7 separate regions of the Mus musculus genome follow, and all the other regions are linked to region 1. Evidence: chromatin contacts called from public promoter capture Hi-C data. All regions are on one chromosome and are shown on one strand. Each heading gives the region's core, a stretch centred on a gene start, on an enhancer-like site or on the middle of the called end of the contact. The rest is flanking DNA. Distances are from core to core; before and after follow the strand shown. Region 1 holds the start of Skp2 (S-phase kinase-associated protein 2). Region 2 holds the start of Amacr (alpha-methylacyl-CoA racemase). Region 3 holds the start of Ttc23l (tetratricopeptide repeat domain 23-like). Region 4 has its middle 50 kb from the start of C1qtnf3. Region 5 holds the start of Slc45a2 (solute carrier family 45, member 2). Region 6 holds the start of Wdr70 (WD repeat domain 70). Region 7 holds the start of Adamts12 (a disintegrin-like and metallopeptidase (reprolysin type) with thrombospondin type 1 motif, 12).

Evidence for each region. Promoter capture Hi-C pulls out the DNA fragments that hold promoters and counts their contacts. Capture Hi-C pulls out chosen DNA fragments and counts their contacts.
Region 2: a contact with region 1 is called in a promoter capture Hi-C map of pre-B cells, with 7 times the contacts expected there. The contact joins the promoter of Amacr here to the promoter of Skp2 in region 1. A contact is called at or near these places in 10 of 39 promoter capture datasets (the 3T3-L1 cell line, 3T3-L1-derived adipocytes, the C10 cell line and 5 more), 6 of 484 Hi-C or Micro-C datasets (CD4 T cells, CD8 T cells, LSK cells and 3 more), 4 of 115 datasets of contacts at active chromatin or transcription factors (astrocytes, large pre-B cells, microglia and 1 more) and 2 of 9 other capture datasets (adipose tissue and liver).
Region 3: a contact with region 1 is called in a promoter capture Hi-C map of embryonic stem cells, with 4 times the contacts expected there. The contact joins the promoter of Ttc23l here to the promoter of Skp2 in region 1. A contact is called at or near these places in 7 of 39 promoter capture datasets (the 3T3-L1 cell line, the C10 cell line, embryonic stem cells and 3 more) and 2 of 115 datasets of contacts at active chromatin or transcription factors (large pre-B cells and pro-B cells).
Region 4: a contact with region 1 is called in a promoter capture Hi-C map of pre-B cells, with 12 times the contacts expected there. The contact joins the enhancer-like site here to the promoter of Skp2 in region 1. A contact is called at or near these places in 5 of 39 promoter capture datasets (the 3T3-L1 cell line, the C10 cell line, cranial neural crest and 2 more), 1 of 15 datasets of contacts at CTCF or cohesin (large pre-B cells), 3 of 484 Hi-C or Micro-C datasets (cortical neurons, embryonic fibroblasts and muscle stem cells) and 3 of 115 datasets of contacts at active chromatin or transcription factors (embryonic forebrain, embryonic stem cells and large pre-B cells).
Region 5: a contact with region 1 is called in a promoter capture Hi-C map of hippocampal neurons, with 4 times the contacts expected there. The contact joins the promoter of Slc45a2 here to the promoter of Skp2 in region 1. A contact is called at or near these places in 2 of 39 promoter capture datasets (hippocampal neurons and pre-B cells) and 2 of 115 datasets of contacts at active chromatin or transcription factors (large pre-B cells and pro-B cells).
Region 6: a promoter capture Hi-C map of adipose tissue shows a contact between it and region 1, with 3 times the contacts expected there. The contact joins the promoter of Wdr70 here to the promoter of Skp2 in region 1. A contact is called at or near these places in 5 of 39 promoter capture datasets (the 3T3-L1 cell line, hippocampal neurons, liver and 1 more), 2 of 484 Hi-C or Micro-C datasets (B cells and CD4 T cells), 2 of 115 datasets of contacts at active chromatin or transcription factors (astrocytes and embryonic forebrain) and 2 of 9 other capture datasets (adipose tissue and liver).
Region 7: a contact with region 1 is called in a promoter capture Hi-C map of cranial neural crest. The contact joins the promoter of Adamts12 here to the promoter of Skp2 in region 1. A contact is called at or near these places in 3 of 39 promoter capture datasets (cranial neural crest, hippocampal neurons and pre-B cells) and 1 of 115 datasets of contacts at active chromatin or transcription factors (large pre-B cells).

Annotation. Positions count from the first base shown.
Region 1 is chr15:9,138,556-9,141,888 of GRCm38.p6, forward strand. It overlaps Skp2 (S-phase kinase-associated protein 2), which reads right to left and starts at 1,899. Exons shown (of 10, transcript NM_013787.3): 1 at 1,629-1,899; 2 at 877-1,148. The coding sequence starts at 1,636. It overlaps Lmbrd2 (LMBR1 domain containing 2), which reads left to right and starts at 2,015. Exons shown (of 18, transcript NM_177178.3): 1 at 2,015-2,185.
Region 2 is chr15:10,980,271-10,983,284 of GRCm38.p6, forward strand. Amacr (alpha-methylacyl-CoA racemase) reads left to right here and starts at 1,486. Exons shown (of 5, transcript NM_008537.4): 1 at 1,486-1,783. The coding sequence starts at 1,540. It overlaps Gm34315 (a long non-coding RNA gene), which reads right to left and starts at 1,363. Exons shown (of 3, transcript XR_383838.4): 1 at 1,282-1,363.
Region 3 is chr15:10,557,271-10,560,505 of GRCm38.p6, forward strand. Ttc23l (tetratricopeptide repeat domain 23-like) reads right to left here and starts at 1,399. Exons shown (of 13, transcript NM_001378877.1): 1 at 1,325-1,399; 2 at 312-383. The coding sequence starts at 1,380. It also overlaps the pseudogene Gm8174.
Region 4 is chr15:10,900,561-10,903,957 of GRCm38.p6, forward strand. No RefSeq gene overlaps it. Among named protein-coding and RNA genes, the nearest start is that of C1qtnf3, 50 kb to the right of the region's middle. Within about 2 kb of position 2,006, at least 9 of the 459 cell types and tissues checked have an H3K27ac peak or open chromatin away from gene starts, as enhancers often do.
Region 5 is chr15:10,999,364-11,002,492 of GRCm38.p6, forward strand. Slc45a2 (solute carrier family 45, member 2) reads left to right here and starts at 1,358. Exons shown (of 7, transcript NM_053077.3): 1 at 1,358-1,838. The coding sequence starts at 1,454.
Region 6 is chr15:8,097,512-8,100,608 of GRCm38.p6, forward strand. It overlaps Wdr70 (WD repeat domain 70), which reads right to left and starts at 1,698. Exons shown (of 18, transcript NM_001081402.1): 1 at 1,608-1,698; 2 at 1,445-1,510. The coding sequence starts at 1,632.
Region 7 is chr15:11,063,238-11,066,678 of GRCm38.p6, forward strand. It overlaps Adamts12 (a disintegrin-like and metallopeptidase (reprolysin type) with thrombospondin type 1 motif, 12), which reads left to right and starts at 1,536. Exons shown (of 24, transcript NM_175501.3): 1 at 1,536-1,920. The coding sequence starts at 1,794.

The DNA of each region.
Region 1 (3,333 bases), core at 649-3,148:
AAATGACTAGGGGGTGGGGGTGGGGAAACCTTGACAAGCCTCAGGTCAACACACTATATTTACTCTAAGGCTGCCAGTCCTTGAGTCTGGATCTGCCCTGGAGGCGCTTTATTTAAAAATGTTTGGGGAATCAAGGAGTGGGAGTCACTAGTGAGAGAAGAATTTCAGGTAAATTCTGATCTCATCAATCCACCCTGCCTCCTGGAGACAGAGCTGAGAAGAAAGCTGACAATATAAATCTATTACAATAATCCAGGAAGAGATGATGAAAGCTTGAAACAGCTGCCACACAAGAGTGAAAGACACAGTGACTAGCTGGGTAGTGGGGGCAGTGGGGATGAGACCACATTTCAGGGTTCTATGACTGTAGATGCAATGTCACAGTAAGGGAAACACCACACCCCCAAGGGCCTGCTTGCAAGCGGAGCAATCTAAGTCTCTTCTACTTAGTAACATTTACCTTCCTAATGTGCCTACCAATAATCTAAGTCATTACCATACAAAGCTTGCTCAGATACAAAGAAGTATATAGAGACAAAAGGGGACCCTCTAAGATCCCTGCTTCTGTTCCCATATGTCAGTGTACTGAGCTGGACTTTGAGCAGGAAGATTCCTTTCTAAGGAAAAGGGCAGGAAAAAAGCTTCAAGTCAATTGTTGACCACAAGATAAAGACCAACCAAGATTCCTGAAGACTTAATGACTGGAATCCATTTCACTGCCACACTTCCAAACTAGGCAATTTTAGGCACCAAAACTAGGCAATTTTAGGCACCGATCCAAAAAGATTCCCCAAGGAAATAATTCAATCGAATTTAGTTAAAACAAAATAGTTCAACCCATTACAATACAGTTTGGATCTTAGTGTTGTGCATTACCTGGAAAGTTCTCCCGACTAAGCTTCGGCCGACGGATGATCACAAAGTCTTTGTCACTCCCTTTGCCCTTGACTCGTTTCCTTGGAGGGCTCTGGGGGTGGCCGAGGTTTGAGAGCAGTCCATGTGGGATGTTCTCACTGTCCACCTCCTCCTTCTCCAAGGCCGAGACACCCATGCCTGATAGCAGTTCAGAAGTCTTGCTGGAATCCCATCCCCACGTGAAGCTGGTGGTGACGTTGCCACTCTGGTCCGGAATCTCCTGAAGGTGCTTCCTGCAGAAGGGCAGACATTCTCTATTCCTTTTGAAAATACACCCCTAAATAATTCCAAGGTAGGCATGAAAGAAGAGTAAAGAATGGAGTGGAGAAAAGTCCCAGCAAGTGACAGTACTGCATTTTTTAAACGTGCCTACAAGCGAGAGAAATACAAGAATGAAAGAGAAAAATCGGGAACATATATACTTTGAAAGGCTTTGGGATTTATGGTCACGCAGAAGGCCTCAATAATTTCTTCCCGTGGAGGGAAAAAGAGGGACGGCACTGATACCATGACTCAAAGTAGAGGAAGGAAAACTTAATTAGGAAGCCAAATTAAACTCCACATTGATATTCGCACTAAAGCATTCATCCATCCTTTTTCTCTAAGCAAACATTCACATAACCAGATTATTTGAACAAGAAGCAACATTCGCGGCCTAAAAGAATTCAAACGGTTCATTCATGTTTTGTCCGGTTTTTTTGCAATCGGTTTACCTATGCATGGTGTCCACTGATTCAGGAGTTTTGAATGCTTGAATTAATTGAAGCGCTGCCTGCCTTCCAGACTCCTGTTTTAGCGCTCGGCTTAGAGTGATCCCCGGGGCCCCAGCAGTTGGACCCGCGAACTAGCAACGTTCCATCACCACCGCGCGCGCGGAGTTCTGCATCCCGCTCTCCAGCAGCCGCCTTCTGACGCCCCGTTGCCTGCTGGGAATTGTAGTTCCGAGCCTAGCTCGTAGTCCTGCCTGGGTTCTTCCACTCTGATTTCGGACCAACCCTCCAGATACCCACAACTCCCTGCGGCGCCGGGCGGGATTGAAGGAGGAGGAGGAGGAGGAGGAGGACAGGCAGGCGGAAGTGGGTGGAGCTCCGGCTGGCTGGGAAATGTCAGCCGATTGACTGGGAGCAGGTTTTCCTTTTCCCGGAGCTCACGGGCCTTCGGGTGATCACCGCCACGGTCGCCCGGGACTGAAGGATCCGTGACCCCGGCAGGCTGCGGCGGACGCGAAGCTTCTGAGTCCCTTCCAGACGCTGTCTGGCGAGGTCCGACGGTGAGCGTGAGGGGGGCGGGGACGCGTGAGGTGCGTCAGGGTCTGGGGTCCCGGCCCAGTCCCTGGCGGACATAGACTTGGGGGGAGTTCCAGATGGTGAGTGGCCGCCGCCGCCAGGCCCATCTCCGGGGTCTCGATGGCCCGCCAGGTGAGAGGCTGCGGGTGGCACTCCTGCCATTCGCCTTCCTCCACCTGGCAGTGGGCGGCCCTTAGGACTGGGTCTGTGGACGCGATCCTTTCCTCACTTGTAAACTAGGCTCGAGGACGCGGCACACCTCATGGGCTGGCACTGAAGATCAAATCAGCGTGCGAGGGGAAGCCTTTTTCGAGCTAAAGCGCAGCTCCAAGAGGAGCGATGGTTTATTTTTAAGGCGGCAGGAGCCAGCAGTGGTTCCCGCGTGCATCCTCTTGGATCCTTGATGAGTCTCCCAAATACCAAAGGGAAAAAGGGAGGCTCCGCTTGCAAGGAGAGACCACCCTGAAAGCTGTTTAGGTGCCTCTGACTCAATCCACAGCCTGTCCTAGAATCTCTCTGCCTAGAAACTATGCTAATTTAGCCTCTGAAGAGGTCGGGGGCGATTAGATTAGAATGACCATGCAAAATTCAGGTGTGCAAACTGTGCAACAGGGGAGAGGGTAGGGGGATGCATTTCTAGTCCAGTAAAAATGAAGATTTATAGAGTTGAGAAAAAAGCAGGCCACCTTCATCAAAAACATTAGAATATTGGTTTAGTATGTTAGATTGCATACACTTGTGTTTCTTTGTGGAGAGAGCAAGATTCGTTTTATAGTGGAATTAAATCCTTCATGCTCAGTTTTGTCTTTGTTTCTAGCATAATCTTTGCATCAGTTACTTCTTGAGAGGAAGAGATTCATGAACTTTTAGTTCCTGTGAGTGAGATTGGTGTAAAAAAAAAAGACCTTTTTGCAAATTGGTTTTACTTGAAAAGAAAGACTAGGAGAATAAGTATGTAGTCACAGTTTTGTTATGGAAAGTATCTAAAGTGAGACCTTCTGAAATAGTGTATAAAGTTATCTTTTGTTACTTTGAAAAACTCATTTGCCTTCTCTTGAACTTTGTCCTTTCTGTTAGGATGTAACTCGTTCAAGAGTAAATTCTAGTAAATATAAAACAGCCCTGAATTCAG
Region 2 (3,014 bases), core at 236-2,735, 1.8 Mb after region 1:
CTAGCTTTGAAATTGCTGTATAGCCAAGGATGACCTGGGATTCCTGATGGCTCTTCTTCCACCCTCCAAGGGCTGGGATAACAGTTGTGTGCCACATGCCAAAAATTCCAGGCTTTATTACAAATAATGCACCATGAATATCCCTCATTTTAAAAATATCTGGACACAATTGCCTATGCATAATTCATATGATTGTTCCCCTGATTAGCTTTTAGAAGAGAATTTTGGCCAGAGAAAAGATCTGCAGTGTTGAGATCTCCTATCACACAGTCTGCTTTGCGGGGGGCTTCTGGATAACTCACTACTCTGGGAGGATTTGTAAAACATTATGCTGGCTAAGACTTGTGATTCATGTGTACATGATCCTGTATGTAAGCTTAAGTCATTCAAGCCACATCTGTACCACTGTTTTTTTGTTTTTGTTTGTTTTTTTTTTTTCAGAAAAATAGAAAGGCAGCAACCCTGATAAAATGTTAATGTCTCCATGTGGAAGTCAGCCATACCTTTCCATGAGATTTTTCCATTCCAGTTTATCAAAATGCAAAGGAAATAATAGGACAGAACAAGGCTGGAGCAAGGGTAGGCACTTGAGACAGCATCAGACAAGCAGAGAGCATTAGGGACCATGTGGAAGTTGTCTGCCTTTACCACGAGGCTGCTCATTCTGAGAGAGCACAGACCCCTTTCCCTGAAATATCTTAAAACTCAGTAGCTGGTTAAAAGTGTTTTGGCTACAACTATGTAGCATTTCGCCTTTGCTTTTATTATCTTCCTCACTTGTTAAGAATGGGTATGGGAGATTTCTAGCATTCAAGTCTGGCTCTATTCAGTTTCCTAGAGCTGCATCTGGCTACCTGCAAGCTCCCCCCATTACTAAGGGAAAAAGGACCTGTAAATGAGGATGGAATATTTGTGATTATTTTGTTGCATTTTAAAGGCTGAAAAAAGTTTCTAACTCAAAATTGTAACTGTCCGTAAAACTGACAGCTGACAAACCAAACTGACTTCTAAAACTCTCCCATTTAACCTGAGATGAATAATTCTGATATCCCAGACTCTTCTAAATGCTGGGATTATCCGCGTGCACAACACCGGCGTTTTAAGCGGTGCTGGACTCCGCGCACGGATTTAGCAACTGGTCTACACCCCTGGCCCTATGGGCATCTAGGAGAGGTTTCAAACAGTTGCAGGATGACAACTAGTTTTCAGGGCGGCGAGGGAGACACCCAGTGGTTGCCTTCTTACATTGATCTAAGGAGTTGAGTGCCTTTAATCACTTACTGGGGGGTGAGGGTAGCGATTCAGGTGGCTCGATGAAAGTGTCCGAAGAGGACTCGCACAACATGGGGTCAAGGACACAACTCATGACCTAAACCAAAGTTGAGCAGCTAAACCAACTGATCCAATGCTAGGGTGGGCAGGAAGTGCGCAAGCGCGCAGCCTTCCCGGACGGGGCGGGGCGAGGCGGGGTGCAGGGGGCGGGGCAGATAAACTGTGGCTCGGGCGCCGAGCCGCTCCGCTCTCACCCTAAGGCTGGCCATGGTGCTGCGTGGCGTCAGGGTTGTGGAGCTGGCAGGCCTGGCCCCGGGGCCGTTCTGCGGAATGGTCCTGGCGGACTTCGGCGCCGAGGTGGTGCGCGTGAACCGGCTGGGCTCCACGGGCGAGAATTTTCTGGCCCGAGGCAAGCGCTCGCTAGCGCTGGACCTGAAGCGCTCTCAGGGAGTCACGGTGTTGCGGCGCATGTGCGCACGCGCGGACGTGTTGCTGGAGCCCTTCCGCTGCGGTGAGCCCTGCGGTGCTGCGAGATGACATTCCCTCCTGCCCGATTTCTCCCAGCTTCTCTGACTCCTTCTTAAGACTTTTAATTTGCTTGATTCCCCCCCCCCCAGATTTGCCTTTATTATTTGGAGGTATTGAACCGTACGAGAATCTAGTGCAAGAGATAGACTGAAAAGCTTCACATAGGAATAGAGTCATTGACCCTTTGATATGTGATATACCCATGCTCTAAAGCCATTCACAGACCATGGTTAACCTTTCTCTAATTGCTGGTATTTCCAAGTTCCAGCTTCAAGATCACCTCATTTACTTTGGGCCATATGAAAACATTGTTTTAGTGCTCTGTAGACAAACGACCAATTTGTTAACAGTATCAGTTTTGAGCACTTGCATGCTTGGTGGCATGCACCTCCATCCGACTGTACATTGGTATTTGCAACTGTCACAAACCCTGAACCAAATCTGAAGGCATTCCTTCTGTATTAGCTCAGAGAATCCATTCCAACCAGCCCCTTACTAATATTGCCTGGTAGATACCAGGACGACAGTAAATTTGACAATAAGTGGGACGGGAGTGGGTGTCTAGGCATATTTATATTTAACTCTTTTAGTTCTCACAAGCATATCTGAGGACAGTACTGTAACATTTAAGATTATGTCACAATGTAAAAATGCTCCAATTGAAGATGAGGGTGGGTCAGTGTGATTAGTTTCTTCAGTTGACTCTTAATTCTGACAACTTTCACCAAAATCACAACAAACACTGTTAGTATCACTTGCAAGAGTGTGTTTTTGGTTTGCCCCGTAAAAGGAATTATTCCCATCTTTGATTCGTGCTCTCTTTAAAAACAAAACTGATAGGTTAGGGTTATTTTTCTGCGTGTGAAACGAGCCAGTTCAAGCCAGATTAGATTATATTAAAGGCAGGTTTATTGGGAAGCTCCTCTCTAGCAGTTCACTGGCCCTAAGGACCAGGGAAGTGTCCATGGGGAAAGGAAGGATAGGGAAGGAGAGAGAAAGAAAGGTCATAGGGGGGGGGGGAGGAAGAGGAAGAGGAGGAATGGGGAGCTTAAAATGTCTGGATTGTATAGAGAAGAGCCTCTTGGGGAAGAGCAGCCCAGGTCTGGGATGGAAAGTTCAGGGTTGGGGGCTGGAGCATATGCCAGGAAGGAACTGAGGGGTGCTGCGAGGAGGACCTGGAGCCAGGTCTATTTTGATATGTGATATATGCACCT
Region 3 (3,235 bases), core at 149-2,648, 1.4 Mb after region 1:
TCCCTCACTGGCTTTACTAGAGTTGTAATAATGCTTTATTTTTGTAAACCTTCATATTTTTGTAAATCTTTATTTTTGTAAATCTTTATTTTTGTAAATCTTCATAAATTAGAAAAGAAATTTTTTTCGTCCCTCTTTGAGAGGTTGTCAACCTGACTGGATGCTTAATATTAACATACAGTCCAGCTGTGGACCTTTCTCTTCTGTGGAAAGTGCTCACAGAGCTCTTGACTTGGGCTTTCCTTAAAATGGGAAGTCCTACCCTTTCTGGCCAGTGAGCTGCATCTTGTCAAGGCACTGTCAGTACTTACAGGTGGAAGCAGAAGTCCCAGTCGGCGTCATTGCTAACAGTTGGAATGCAGATGGGGTTGGCTTGCATCTTCCTACCAAGAGTCACGTGTGAGGTAAGCTTTGGGGGAAAGGGCTTAGACATCTGTTCTAATTGCCCTCCGGTGGATGCTACTGACTTTAAATTAAAAGTGCTAAATATAAATCTACAAACGGACTATGCAGACCCATGTTTAGAGACTCCTAAGAAAAACTGAAGGTGCTTATCAGGGTTAGATTTAGTTTCCCTAACTTCTACTCTAGATTACATCTCCAAAGTTCTTTTAAAAGCATTTCTTAAACCACACACCTTTTACCTCTACTGGATCATCCAAACTATGGCGACCTATTCAACCCAAATATTGTTTGGCTGCGCTAAGGAAAAGCCAAATAAAAAATTTCTTTTCCAGGAGTCATGTCACTATTTAATCGGAAGTTCTAGTTAAGAGGCTAAAACTACTTAGGCTGCTACTGTCAGCTGTTGACTAAGTGACCCCGTGGGAAGATGCGGGATGTGGTTAATAATTTGTGGAATGTATTTCTCTATATTATCCCTAACCCTTAAATGCACACCTTACTGATTAATAACACCATCCAAGTCGTACCCTGAAGAATACTGTGGTAACTTTCCTTGATCCAGGCTCCAGAACACCCAACTTTGGGGGGGAAAAAGGGTGGGGTGGGGATAGGGGGTGGACAGAAGGGCTAACTTCCCTTTTCTAAGTCCTACTTTTTTCACATTCTGAACTCTCAAAGCCCCACACACAGTTCCCACGCAGTTGCACTGGATCCTGGATGGACTAGGACACCACACTTGGCCCCCCTCTAGGACAAATCTCTCGATGCTCATCCCTGGCATTTCTATTGTTGCTTCCTAACTGTGGACGCCCCTGGAGCTCGGCTACCATCTTCCCTGCCTGCGTTCTGGGCCCCTGCTCCAGAAGCTGGTGAGCTCTTCTGGCTCACTGACACAGAAACACCTTCCCAGCCTGCTCACCGGGCCAGGCAGTTCAGACCTCTGCTACCTCGGGCCTGTGCGGGTGCCCGGGCCATGAGGAGTCTCGCTGAAGCTGGGCTTCTGGATCTGGAGACAATGCGTTGCCATGGGAATGGAACACTGCCTTAAGGTTGATGCAGGGAGCACCAAAAGGAGGCACTTTCGGCCAGCCAAGGCAAACCCTGGCGTTCATCCTTACTGCTGCTGAGTGGTCTTGCAGTGCCTTGTCGCACAAGGACATTATTTCTTGAAGATGAAGGAAGATCCCGTGGAAGAAAGGAAGGAGCTGCAGGCTTCAGGGGCCTGATGGTTTTAAAACTGCCATGTCTATGCGAGTTTTCAGCAATGATTGGCTAGCCAGTCCTCCCCTTTCCTGAAGCAACGTTCATTCTCCAGGTGTTCTAGGGTCACGGTCAGTGTTACCTCCTTGGGTAAGGGTTAGAGTCACGCTTGTTGAAGAAAACAGTACAGGGAGATTCAGGAATGGGCCAATACATGTCCAATGGTTAAGATTTCAGGGAGAAAGGCACATGTGGCAAACACCACACGCAGGTTTGTACCACAAGGTCACAGAGCACACAAGAGCACACTCGCTGTGGCACACATTTGAAAGTGATATAATGAATCATACTATGCACTAGGCTCTTAACAACTGAGCAGGTAAGTCCCTCCTGTTTTAAAAAGAACGCCTGTGGAGAAAAGCAATTCACAGTTATTTTGTATGCTTTGCATTTGTTCTTACGTATCTGGAGTGGAAATTCATCACTGACTCTAGAATGTCAAGAAAGCCTTTCGAGGCAGGAGGATTTAACTGAGTTTGCTTTCGTATGTGATAAACGCTGATGGTCTGTCAATCAAGGGTTAACTCTGTACCCTAAAGTGCCTACGTCTGGAAAGATCCCAGCCTGTCTTTTTCTCTGGTTTCTAAGAGAAGCTTCAGCATGAAATGATGGCCAGAGTGATAAACGTGGTTTCAGGATGGGAGGGTTGCCGTTTTGACTCCTAGGTTTGGTGTAGGTCCCATCCAGTGGGTATCCGTTGCTTTGACTACACTATAAGTGTACATGTACCCTTTGCTCTCTAAAGCTTCTTTGGTTCTAGGATTCTATGAAGATTTTTGTGACCCCATGACTGATATTTAACATTTTAAAAGAAGAGTCTATTTTTATATTATCTAAGACTCATTTCCCTTAATAAAGTCAGACACCATCAAGTCAAAATCTTAAACCTGTGAAGGGAAAGTTTCTTTATTCCAAATACTTGTTTTTGCCGATCATTGTGACTGTTAGTGTGGTACCAGAATTGACACTAAATTCCCCTTCCTAAAGGTGATGATGAGTCTGCCTCCATTTAACTAGCCCTGAACAGAAAAGAAGCAAGTTGCTTTCATCTGCAAAGTTACAAAGCAAAGTCACACAACCTTAAAGTCTCAACATTACAAGTCTCCGATTCTTTTTCTTTCCGCGCCATCTTAACCCTGTCCCTCAAATGTAAATTTTAGTAATGTGTATGAACTGAGGCTTGTTGGCTTACTCTGGAATGGAGTGGAGTGCCGTTAGTCACCACAGCTAACTCTGGAATGGAGTGGAGTGCCGTTAGTCACCATAGCTAACTCTGAAATGGAGTGGAGTGCTGTTAGTCACCATAGCTAACTCTGAAATGGAGTGCCGTTAGTCACCATAGTTAGTTCTTGTATGTCTACTCACACACTCACTCTTTTTTTTTTTTTTTGGGTGCAGCGAACTTTATTGATGGTATTCAAGAGAGTAAGGAGGGCTCCCTAGGACCCTCCTGTTATGGGGGTCTGGGGTGGAAATTGTGAGGGAGATGCTCAGTGTTGGGGGCCAAGTTGGGATAGGGACTCCTCAGCAACCGAGGGCCTCTCTCTTGCTCTCAGTGTCCTTGCTGGGG
Region 4 (3,397 bases), core at 756-3,255, 1.8 Mb after region 1:
GCTTCACAAAAATTAATAGCCATTTCGCAATTGTACCTTTGTTGCAGAAGGGTCATTATGACTGCCTGTTGTTATGACCACCTTGCAGTCATCCTATGTTTCAGGAGGTAATTATGCATAACTACACTCATGCTCTGTTCCTATAGCCCTCTCCCTTTTTGCCTGTTAAATCCTTCATTTGAGGACTCCCTACCCCTAAACTATAAAAACCTTGTGTTTCTCACATCCAATGTTGACCTCTCAAACCCTACCTTAGGGGGTGGCAGTCTGTGTACACCAATACAAAGCTTGCTTTAAGTAATTGCTTGCTCTAATTAACTTGGCCATGATGATTTAGATTGGTGGTGTTTCTCCTTGCATCTATGAGATTACTAGGAGAGCAGTCTAATCATTAACTGCTAAAGTTTTCACTCCTGGAAAATCCACCATGTTCATCCCTCAAAGGCAGTTTTTTCCTTGGACAGGCATCCCTGGTACACACTTTAAAAAGTTCCTTTATTTTATACTGCAGTTTGAGCAGAAAGTTGTCCAATAATTTCAACCATAACTTGTCTTTGTCCTCAACACCGAGTGTGAACTCAGGGCCTTGTATAAGACTATGCAAGTGTTCTAACACAGAATGCAGCCTTGGCTAGTCTGTCATTCTTTATTACAGTAAACTCAAAAAGTTAATTCTTTTGCTTCTGGAAACCCAGCCAAATGGTACTGTGACTTTTGGAGCAGAGTAACAGTGCCACCTGTTGGGCAACGACTCTCAAGCTGATTTATTGATTTATTAATTTTTTCCAGATCTTGCCTTTTTCAGAAGGCAAAGGACATCCTATGAATTCCTATGGCATTCTCTAGCAATCTTAAAGAATTGATTATCTTACCACAGCTTGATGCAGTTCGAAGGGCTGTCCCTAAAAGGATAAAAAGCTTAAAAAACCAACCAGGCTGCCCCAACAATATTTATGTTTATAACAGCCACCCATCAGAAGTTCAGTCTTTGTGAGCATTTGGGGAAGACTGGCTTCTGAACGAAAGCATCATAGTTTCACAAACTGTCCAATGTCATCTAAACTATCTTAAAGCCACACAAAATACAAACCAAAGACAAAGAATACCAAATAACACCAGGTTGCTTTAACTCATTTGCCATCCAAAACGAAAGGATCAGCATAGCCTTTGATTAGTCAAAGATGTTTTCACTCATCCAGCAAAGAAGACAGTGCACAGACAGACACCAGCCACCTCTGCAACATCTCTTAGAAACTTCATGGACCATCTGATGTCTTGTTTTTCCGTTTATGCATGGGAACAGCAACTGAGTGTAAAACTGATTTGCTCAGGAGGGAATTGGGCTGTATCAGTGCAGTCAACCATAACTTGCCCCAGAGCAGCAAATCAAACACTCTCAGGTGCTGGGAGAGCTGGCTGTGTAGTGTGTCTGTGCCTGGGGCTCACTGTAGTGTCTCAAGAGCCTAACTGGACCTGATTCACAGTAGACTTCAATAGATATTTATCTAGTGCAGGAGTAGGGTCAAGGGCAGTGTGGCCCAGACAGGCACCAAAGGCTCTCAGACTACAGAGGGTAAACTTCTAAGAGCTGTGCTAATCCTTTGGGCTCTTCTAAGGAGCTTTAAGGGGTCTTGATGTATTTTTCTTCTTATTTTGTTTTAAGAATGTATTTTAACTGGTGATTGAAAGTGCCAGGTGTTTTTTTTTTCCTCTTTCATTTGTTTGCATATTTGGTTTTGAGGACATCAGAGTAAGGCCTGCTCTGCTCTGGTTAATGAGTACCCCAAGTTCACAGAGCAGTCAAAATAAGACAAATAATTATAAGTCCTTCGGTATACTTCTTTAGAAATATTTTTCTTTTGTTTTATTTATTTATTTTTTTTTGGGAGAGGAAGGGGTCAGAGAACAATTTGTGGAGGTTGGTTCTTTTCCACCACCATACGGTTTCTGGATACTGAACTTGGGTCTTCAGTGCCACATGCCATTACCTGCTGAGTCATCGCTCTGACCCAGCACCATCACCTTCATTTGTGAAGAACAGGAAATGGAATCTAAGAGCTGTTCACCGGCCCCCATCTCTAAGAATGGCTTAGTAGTAAACTGCAGAAAGAATATGAATGTGGGCTTCAGGTCCAGCTCTTTCTCCATGAAGACTGTGTTGGATCCCCTTTATCCCAAGTATAGGTTCCTTCACCCCACGTGACAGCAAAGGAATTTAAATGGTAACATGAATCTCCCCTTGTTTGGAAGCAGGGAGAAGATTAGTCAACAGTCTCCATGTTAAATTAAATGTGCTTTTAATTAGCTCCTCAATTCTCAAATGACAATAACTGTGAATCCCAGATCACTGGCTTAAGTTTGCAGGGAAGGAGTTGGAGCTACCACAGGACCTGTCTGCAGCCTTACTTCTGAAGCTGCGTGTGAGCGAGCTCCTCGGTGCTCTGCCAGTTCAGTCATTTTAGTGTGCATTCCTTATTGACTGTGTGATTTTGAAGAGGCTTCAAGGCTGTCCTCCAAAATGCCTGCCTACCCAGCACAGGCAGGGCGGGACCCTTCAGGAATAGAATTAGTGCCCTTTAAAAGGTTCTCCAGCTCGAAAAACAAAACAAAAACAAAAACAAACAAACAAATAAACAAAAGGTTCTTCAGCTGGGTGTAGTGATGTATTTAGGAGACAGAGGCAGGCGGGTCACTGAAGTGGAAACTTCGGATTTTTTTGGAAAGTCGGTTATATCAAATGATGTTTTGCTGGGGCACATGGATGAAAGGATAGTTTGCTAAAGCTGACAAGTGGAAGAATGCTTACCTGAAGAAGATTCAGGGGAAAGTATGTGTTGCTATAGCAAACAGGTAAAGATACATGATGTTCAGAAGGAACATAAATACAACCCCTTAGACAGAGAGAGCCTGAGCATTGGTTTGCTTTGCTCTGCCTCACTATTCTTCGCCAACCACACACATGTATTGGTTCGCCTAACATTTCATTGCTGAACTCCACTAGAAACCCACCAAAGAATTTCTCATGAGATTGCTGCCACTTCTTGCTGCTTCTTCAGCCTCAGGCCAGTTGGCGAGCCTTGTGGGTTCTTCTGGATGGAACTGCCCTTGCTGGTTTGTGTGTAGTGACTGCAGCTGCTGGATCATGTGTGTGGTGTTTTCTACTGGACTGAACTGCTGATATCCTGACAGTGATGAATGGAGTTGTCCCCAAAGGACTAATTCTAAGCAGATCTATTTCCCCAGTGTCCTAATACCTTTTCCTTTCTACTCCCTCTGCTGGGTGGTGGGCTAGAGGGGAGGGTGAATGCTCATTAAAATCGGCTGCGAAAAATCTATGTCTGTAGGTCTCCATGAGTTCCTCCTGTAGCAGACCCAGATCTCACATCCAATGATGTAG
Region 5 (3,129 bases), core at 108-2,607, 1.9 Mb after region 1:
TAAAAGATTTTCCCTGCCGGATCCAGTAAGGAAAATGTGACCCACCTGACGTCTTTAAAACAGAGAAAATTTAATTAGAAGAATGCATTTATGATACAAATCAATGTAATATAGTAACATTAGTAATATGTAACAGGCTCTCTCTCTCTCTCTCTCTCTCTCTCTCTCTCTCTCTCTCTATATATATATATATATATATATATATATAAATGAGTAATAAAGGCTCTCATATATATATATATACATATATATATATAAAGAGTAATAAAGGCTCTCATATATATATATATATATATATATATATATATACATATGTATATATATATATATATATGAGTAATAAAATGACATAGTGAGGCTATCCCGGTATGAGCAGAATCAAAGAGCCAGGACTAGACCTAGGGCTGCAGTAACAATAGCTACGGAGAGTTAAAGGGACCCAGCAGTCCAGTGTGGCTACTAGACAACTACTAGATTCATAGTGGGCATTCAGTCAATGCCAAAAATATCTCAGGATGAAGAAAATTGGGACATACTTGGTTTTTTTGTTTGTTTGTTTGCTTGCTTGTTGTTTTCCCACCCCTGACTTTTCACCAAAGCTTCCTGCTGTCCAAGTATGCCTAGAAGCCAGGGAGCAAGGGAACCTGGGAAATGTAGTCCCATAGGGCCAAGTAAAGTAGGCGGTGACTGGTACAAAACAGACTGTATATACTCTATTCATTCAACTCCTGTTTGTTAGCAGATATTTTGGGAGGACCTAAGAGGTGCAAGGCTAGATGCTAGGGATGCCATAACGACCAAAATCGACCTGATCTCTGTCCTGAGAGCAAGACCGGTTAACACAGGATGTAAAAAGCACCGAGTGCAGCGAGAGAGAAAAGTTCACGGAGTTAAGTGACAGCCAGTGGTTGGGGTGAAGACTGGGGCCTGGCACAGTTTTAGCTCTAGTTAATTTGTCTTTTAAGCTTTGGGTAGAAAGTGTGAATTCTGGAAAACAGAATATCCAGATCTATAGAGAGAAGTTTATAGAAATTATTGGATTATTTACATTTTTAGTTAGTCTCTGTCTAAGGAAACTTTATGATTTTTAAGCTATGAAACTAAGAGGTGTACAATTGTGTGTGTGGAAAGACAGACAGAGAGAGAGAGAGAGAGAGAGAGAGAGAGAGAGAGAGAGAGAGAGAGAGAGACTGACTGTGTGAAGGAAGATCTTTAGAGAGGCACAAGCATTCTAAGGACCCCGAGGGCTCACAGCAGCTAATCTCTGTCATGCTTCCGAGTGCCAACGCCCCCTTTGCTTCTCACCGTAACTTGTGATCTTGGAGGCATGAAAGAATTTCAGCCCCTCCTCCAGCCTGACCATCTCTGTTGGTTGCTCTGACAGGCTCCATGTCAGACCCGGTTTGGAGCACAAATCTGAGGACCACGCAAGAAGGCTATTTTCTCCGTGGTCATGAGTGGAAGCAATGGGCCGACTGACACCCATACCTATCAATCCTTAGCCGAGGATTGCCCCTTTGGCTCTGTGGAGCAACCCAAGAGATCCACAGGGAGACTTGTCATGCACAGCATGGCCATGTTTGGCCGAGAGTTTTGCTATGCGGTGGAGGCAGCTTATGTGACTCCAGTTCTGCTCAGCGTGGGCCTGCCTAAGAGCCTGTACAGCATGGTGTGGCTCCTAAGCCCCATCTTGGGATTCCTGCTCCAGCCTGTGGTGGGATCAGCCAGTGATCACTGCAGGGCCCGTTGGGGTCGCCGGAGACCATACATCCTGACTCTGGCCATTATGATGCTCTTGGGAATGGCTCTGTACCTCAATGGAGATGCGGTCGTATCAGGTAAGTGGATCGCACAGATCCCATAGTTAACTGCTGGGTTAAAATGTCATCAGTATTTTTTAATGCCGCATAGAAAATGGCTAGAACTAACGTTCTCTCTCTCTCAGCATGCAGTGACCTCCCTCCCACCTTTGGATGACCCCGAGCCTGGGGCTGAGGGGCTTTTACTTCCAGAACCATCTCGACGCTGCCTTTTATTATTGCAAGGTTTTAAAAATGGGATTGAGCTTATATCTATTTCATCAAATTATATTCTTAAAAATTATTTTTATTTATTTACCAGTCGAAGGAGTTTTGAGCCACTTATGCCTCATGGAAGACTTTGTTAAATTGTCCAGCTATAAGCCTTTGTAACAAACTACCTGCTGTGTACAAATAAGGCCTAATTCTGGGTGCTTAACATTTTAATTGGTTTAGGGCACAGGCCTGTCAGCTCTGGGAGTGCTTTTGCATTGCAAATTCTGGACGAAGAATTTGGTGTTAAAGCAATATTTCTAGCTGCAAATTAGCTACTAAATTCTATGTACTTGGTGACAGTATATTGGAAAAGAGACCCTGAGGGGCACATATTTCAATACCATTTATGCCAGTAGGAAGTGAATGAGTATGATACAGCTCAAGCAGGTACCATTTTTATATATTTAGGAGGATGTACAAATATGGAAGTGTGAGATATAAATAGGAAATATAAGTACTGGAGGTAGGAAAGAGAGGAGAGGTTTATTTTTCTCTTTTATACAGGAATGTTTCAAATATGTTCATATATTACACACCACTCTTAGGTTAACAAAGCAAACTATAAATCAGGGAAACAACTTTATCATTCTTGACAGATTCGGTAGATGGACAGAGCATACAGATAGAACGGATCTTACATAGGTGTTAAAAGCGCTACAGTGCCTGTCTCGATAAACCAAAGGAACTGGAGAGGGTTGGTTGGGGATAGACAAGGTTTTCATTTGTCTGGGCCATTCAAAAGTGTGCATGGAAGGGCGATGGAGCCACAAATTCTCATACTCACTCCCCATACCGGCCAAGTCAGAGTCCTGGAAAATGGGGCCAGCAATCTGTATTTTGACAAAACAGTTAGGATGGCAGTCAGGTACTCCAGAGACTGAGGAGCCCCATGTTTGGGTGCCTCTGTACAACTGTGGGTCCACACTTGCATAAAGGGGTGCCTCAAAGAGTAGCTGTCACTGCAGCTGGGATTTGAAGAATTGTGTCCATCTTATTTCATATTGTTATTATTTTTAATTTAAAGAGATGTCATTTAAAATGTGTAACTCAGTGC
Region 6 (3,097 bases), core at 448-2,947, 1.0 Mb before region 1:
TCAAGTTCTAACAGTGCAGCTTAGTAATGGGACAGGTAGTTAGCATGCAGGAAGCCCTGTTGAGTCCTCCTACTACCAAAAATTAAATCATGTTTTGGAGGCCGGGCATGGTGGCGCATGCCTTTAATCCCAGCACTTGGGAGGCAGAGACAGGAGGATTTCTGAGTTCGAGGCCAGCCTAGTCTACAAAGTGAGTTCCAAGACGGCCAGGGCTATACAGAGAAACCCTGTCTCAAAAAAAAAATCATGTTTTGGAAGAATATAATACATGAAAATCGCAAAATACTGTCTTAAAAAGCAATGTTTACTCATAAATATGATATTAAATTTTAATATGCACCAGGAGATCTAAAAAAAAAAAAAAACAGATTTGACTTCCTTTTCTTCGTGATTCTCCTAATTTTCTGAAGTCAAAAACAGGAGTTGGAGAGATGATTCACAAGTTAAGAACACTTGTTGCTCTTGCAAAGGACATGTTTAGTTCCCAGGGCCCACAAGGTGGCTCACAACCATCTGTAACTCTAGTTCCATGGGACCCAGTGACCTCTTCTGGCCCCCATAGGTACTGCAGGCAAATGGTGCACAGACATAGAGGCAAAACAACCGCTCAGAAATATAACTATATATACATTTATCTTTTAAAAAAATAAATCCACCGGGTGGTGGTAGCTCAAGCCTTTAATCCAGGCAACCGGGAGACCGAAGCAAGCAGATCTTTACGGGTTCGATGCCAGCCTGGTCTACAGGGTGATATCCAGGACAGCCAGGACTGTTACACAAACACACACACACACACACACACACACACAAAACCTGTCTAGAAAAAAACAAAAAACAAACAAACAAACAAAAGAGGAGAATGAATAGGAAGAAGAGGAAAAGAGGAGGTGGAAGAGGGAAGGAAAAAGAAGAAAAGAAGGGAGAAAAGAAAGAAAAAAAGTAAATACTGTAACTACCCTTTTATCGACTAATTACCTAGAAGAAGCTAAGTAGATGAATAAATGAAACAATGAATGAATGAGAACTAGGTACATCAGAGAGACATTTGTTCCCAAAACAAATTACAGGTCAATTTCCATTTGATTTTTCTAGCACTGATACTATTAACAGATGATTATGTCTTTTGAGACTGTTTTTTCTTTTAAATCACCTAATAATGTGACAAGACCAGGGTATACATTAAGACTGAAGAGGAAGAAACGCTATATCCACCAAAATGTTATTTAATGGTCGCCACTAAATGTCTTTCTCAGACTGGGTCACCATAGTAATCCCTTTCCGTCAAGGTTTCCAACTGTCACCTGAACTGGTCTCAACAGTTTAAATGGGACCGATTCGGATTTGGCACGGCGGAAGGCGCCGGTCAAAAGTGGCAGCTCTCCTACCCTTTACTCGCAAGCCCCGGGCGAAGTCGGGCTGGGCTCTGCCCCGGGCAGTCACTCACCGAATCCTGTGAAGCCCATGGTGACCGCCAGCTGAGGGTCGGGTCCCGCCGTGTCTGCGCCTGTCACTGGAGCAAGAAACAAAGGACAGACCGGCCGTCAGCCCGGCGCTCCAGTGCCCAGCACGGCCCTCCACCCCGGCTGGCCCGCCTAACCCACACCCACCTTCGCTGGTTCCCGAGTGCTCCATGACTGCCCGAGCCCACCGCCTCCGTGGATGCAGCAGCGCGCGACTCCCGGCAAGCCCGACGGAAGTGTCGTCACCGAGACCGCGTCGCCAAGAGCGGCCCGGCTGCGTGGGTAGGCAGGCTTTCGGACTCTCGCCCCCTAGCGGTGCGGAGGGAATGCGCTGACAAGCCACGAGGAGGTCTAGTTTGGGAGTTCCCTAAAACCTTTCGGTGGTTTCAGATGCGTTCTCAAGCAAAGTCCTGGCACGTTTCTAAGGAAATCAACAGAATCTTGTTATTTGCATGCTACTTTTATCTATATTCGTAATGTACTTGACGTACATGATGAAACTTCCACTGCTGCCCATCTTCTCAGTATGCTTGAAGAAACCACTATCTAGTTATAAAGATGCCAGAAAACTGAAGAGTTGTTAGGAATGTTTAAAGCGCTTGCCCTCAGTCTCCACTCTCTAGGCTAGCCTTGTTTACTAAGGGTTCCAAATGTTACATGTTACATAACTACTGTGTTTCCAATTTATTTTAGTTTCTTTACAACTCTGTTCCTATTCTTAATGACACATCATTTAATATACTTTTAAAGTCTAAAACAAATACTTGGTTGAATTTTTCTTTTGTCAGAGTCTCTCATTTTGTAATCCATGCCTGGCCCAGAACTCAGAGACCCATCTAGATTCCTCTGCCTCCCAAGCTTTTAAAGATGTGTGCTACCAAGCCAAGTGAAAATACTTCATTTTCACATGCACTCAATGATTGTGGACGTGGTATAAACATGCCTTACTGTGCAACCTGCAGACCTATTCTTCTACTATGTGGTTCTGGGGGTGGACCTCAAGTCACAAGCTTAGCAGAAAAGACAATTTCCTACTGAGCCTTGTAGTCCACTCAAGAATGAAAATTCTTTGATAAAATTACTCCTGAGCCCCAATATTAGACTCCTGTCTCTGTCTATGGTTCATTGATAATGATTATCTAATGCTTCCATTGTCCTTAGAGTAAAAGAAAAATTTATTAGTACAAAGAAGCTGTAGATCTGTGGTTGCTTAGCATAGACAAGGCTAAGGGTCTGTATTGGATCTCCACCACAAAAAAATACAAATTTAATAAAAGGTTAGCCTGACTTCCAAAACCTTTCTATTCCAATCTTGTCATTTTCAACATTCCCATTTAGTGCAGGGAGCGGCCTCAGAACACATAGTCCTGAATGCTTTAACTCTTCACCAAGTCATTGATCCAACCAGCTCATCTCCAACTATCAAATTAAATCTCTCCTGCTTTTGAAAGCATCTGTAGAACTTTGTAGGCCTCCAACTAAATAAGGCCCACCTACCATGTGATACCCTAGTCTGTCTTCATAATATAATGGCTGGGCAGGCACTCTTGAGTGGTTATTAAATGAATTAATAAGAAGAAATGGTTGTGAAGGCAAGTTACTTTTCCTATGCACAAGATGTATATAATTTGTAGCAA
Region 7 (3,441 bases), core at 286-2,785, 1.9 Mb after region 1:
TGGCTGCCCTGACCCAATGCAAGATCACCTAGTAGCCAGACATCTTGCTGAAGGTGTGTGATTGGCTGTCAGCCAAAGAGCCCTCCATACATGAGGCCAAATTCCTTCTGAATGGAATAAGGGCGGCGGGGGGGCTGGGGGGTGGGGGGTGTTTGTTTCAACCCAGAGGTAAAGAATTTTGGCTGGGTTATCCTGGATCATTCTCAAGATGCCTGGTAACTCCTGCTCTGTGACATTCTCTCAATGAGGAGAAAGTGAGTATCTGAATGGATACTCCAAACACACACACATACACACACACACACACACACACACACACACACACACCACACATACCACACACACATACACACCACACACACACACATACACACCACACACACATATACATACATACACACACACACACCACACACACACACCACACACACATACCACACACACATACACACACACATATACACACACACACCACACACACACCACACACACACATACACACATATACACACACACACCACACACATACACACACATACACACACACATACACACACACACACCACACACACACATACACACACACACATACACACACATACACACACACATACACACATACATACACATACACACCACACACACACATACACACACCACACACACATACATACACACACACCACACACATACACACACATACACACACACACACCACACACACACACATACACACCACACACACATACACACACACACTCATACACACACATATACACACACACACTCATACACACACACACACACACACACACACACACACACACACACACACACACACACTGCTGCAGCTGCCACTGCCTATGCTCAAGGCCTTCCCCTGTTGGGGCTGAAATCTTTCTGCATGTTGCTAGTGTGCTGCTGGTGGAGGTATTACAGAGAGAGGGTAGGATTTGAAAAGAAAGCAGGCACTGACCTATAGCCACAGAAGGCCTCTCAAGCATTTGATCCACGTACCCCTTCCTGCAGAGGAAGAGACTTGTCCAGGGTCAAGACAGCAGATTAGCTTGGATCATTTCCTGTGTGACTTGGCAAAGAGAAAAAAATTGCTTATTAGTTGTTAAGTGGAAATCTTAGCCTGCCCTGGAAGAAGAGCACAGAGGTTGCTAGAGGGTGGGGAGTCTTGACAGAATAGGGTACATTCAGGGTCTGGGAGGAGCTAAGAAGGATGCTGAGTAGGGTCCCCTCTGGCCCATAACTCACTATTTGTAAGTACATTTCATCCTGTGTAAAGGAGATGGGGGGGGGGGCGTGTTGTCCTAGGAGCCTCTGACGGCTCTTACTCTAGTTTCTTCCTGGCCAGCTGTCTAGGGTCTCCCCTATTTGGCCCGCATGCCCAGGCTCTGAGCCCGGAGGGAGGAGCTTGAGGGAGGAGGGCGTCCCCAAGGAAAATGTGTTAGCTGGCTGGAGGCCTGTCGGGTGGGGAAGCAGAGGGGTGGGGATCTGGGGTGGGCTGAGCCCCTTGGCTCTGACCCAGTCCATGCTCTGGCCCGCAGGAAGAAGAAGCTGTCAGCTCATTCACTCCCCTTTCAGGACAGGGAGAGAATAAAAGCTCTCTGGTCCCATCGGCTTCAAAAAGCCACTAGAGCCTCCTGGTCAGCTTGCGGGCCGCTCCCTTCCCATGCTTGGACCATGTTCTCGGGCGTCTTTCTGTGCGGACACAGGCGAGGACTGGATATCTGCAGCTGAGAGCTAAAACTTTTAAAACTTTTCTTCTCCCCAACAACTGAACCATGCCATGTGCTCGGGGGAGCTGGCTGGCCAAGCTCTCGATCGTGGCTCAGCTTATTAATTTTGGGGCTTTTTGCCACGGGAGACAAACTCAGCCCTGGCCGGTTCGCTTCCCAGACCCGAGGCAAGGTTAGTGGCTTTTCTTTATTTGTTTTTCTAACAGTGGAGTAGGACAGTGGAACTTGGTCTGTTCCCTTCCCCCACCAGGCAGGGCTGAACTCTAAGCCTTCTGGCCTGTCTAAGGAAAACTGCTGTGTGCTCAGGCTCGGATTTCCTTCTCTCCTAGGGCTTAAGGGTGCACACTCAGGGGTGACACCCTGCTTGGAAAGACCCAAGAGTACGCTCGCTCCCCGAGCCCCTCCCCTCCACTTTCCGCTTCCCCCCTTTGCAGACTGTGACATGGGAAATTATTTTTAATAAAGAGACCCAGCTGGTCACGGACAGTCATGGCAAATGTTTCCTTCATTTAAAACTTCATTTTAAGTCTGGAAGGTAGAAATTTTATTCTGGCCTCCTGCTGAGCACACTTGGCTGTGTTTTGGTTTCCTGGAAAGATTTAGGGTTTTGTTTTTTTCAAATGACATTCCTACTGGGGAGAAATTTGCCTCCTGGGGACTCCCGGTTGTCTGTCTTGCTTTGCAGAGTTCCAGGACAGCCAGGGCTACACAGAGAAACCCTGTCTCGAAAAAAAAAAAAAAAAAAGACTTTTCTCTGTCTAAATTTAGTGACGCATGCGTGTATTCTGAAAGAAAGCACTGGGAGACCGTGAAGATGGTTTATATTGGAATTCACTCCTCCTATTAGTATTGTTGTGGGGTCGTCATCATCTTCATCCGTAATGCCCAGGCCAAAGTGGTGCCGTTGCCTTTGTTTGTTTGTTTGTTTGAAATTGAACCTAGAAGAGTTTCATGTTCAGAGAGGACTACAACTTCAAGGTGTTGTCAGAGCAGGGGGGCTGGGAGGCTTGGAGAGATGGGGAGTGTATGAGCTCCGGGATGGCCTGCCAGCCCCTCCCACTACTGACAATGTCCTTCTGGGGTTCTGGTACTATGGCTACCATGCCTAGTTTACAAATGGGGACACTGGAACTTGGGGACCTTATGAGCTTAACTATGAAGCACATTCTTGAGCCAGGTATCCTACTTAAAATCATGCAGCCATAGAATGATAGCAATAGCAGGGATAATGTGCGCGCGCGCGCGCGCGCGCGCACACACACACACACACACACACACACACACACACACACTCACATGCATACACGCACTTGTCCACGTTTAAGGGATTGCTAGCAGTGTGTTTTGCCCACGCTGCAAAGTGAAATGCTGCCTAAGAATTCCTCTGCGGTGGCTTAGAGAGCAACCAGATGAAAATCCCTCTCTCCCTTTGCTTTACTTGGAAGCCAGAGTAGGCAAACACTGGGGTTAGATGTCAATCAGCCAGCACTTGTTTGTGTAAATGGTCCAGATACCATCTCAAGCCCCCAAGTTTAAAATAGCAGCTTTTGTTGTTCTTTGAAAAACAGTGCCTTTGTGAAAGGTCCCTGTTCTGGGGCAGCACAAACAAAGCCCACCAGCACTTCCCTGGGCATGCGGAGATGATTTCCTTCAAAGACACATTCTCCTGGGTGAGCTTTCCAGCTCTGCTTGC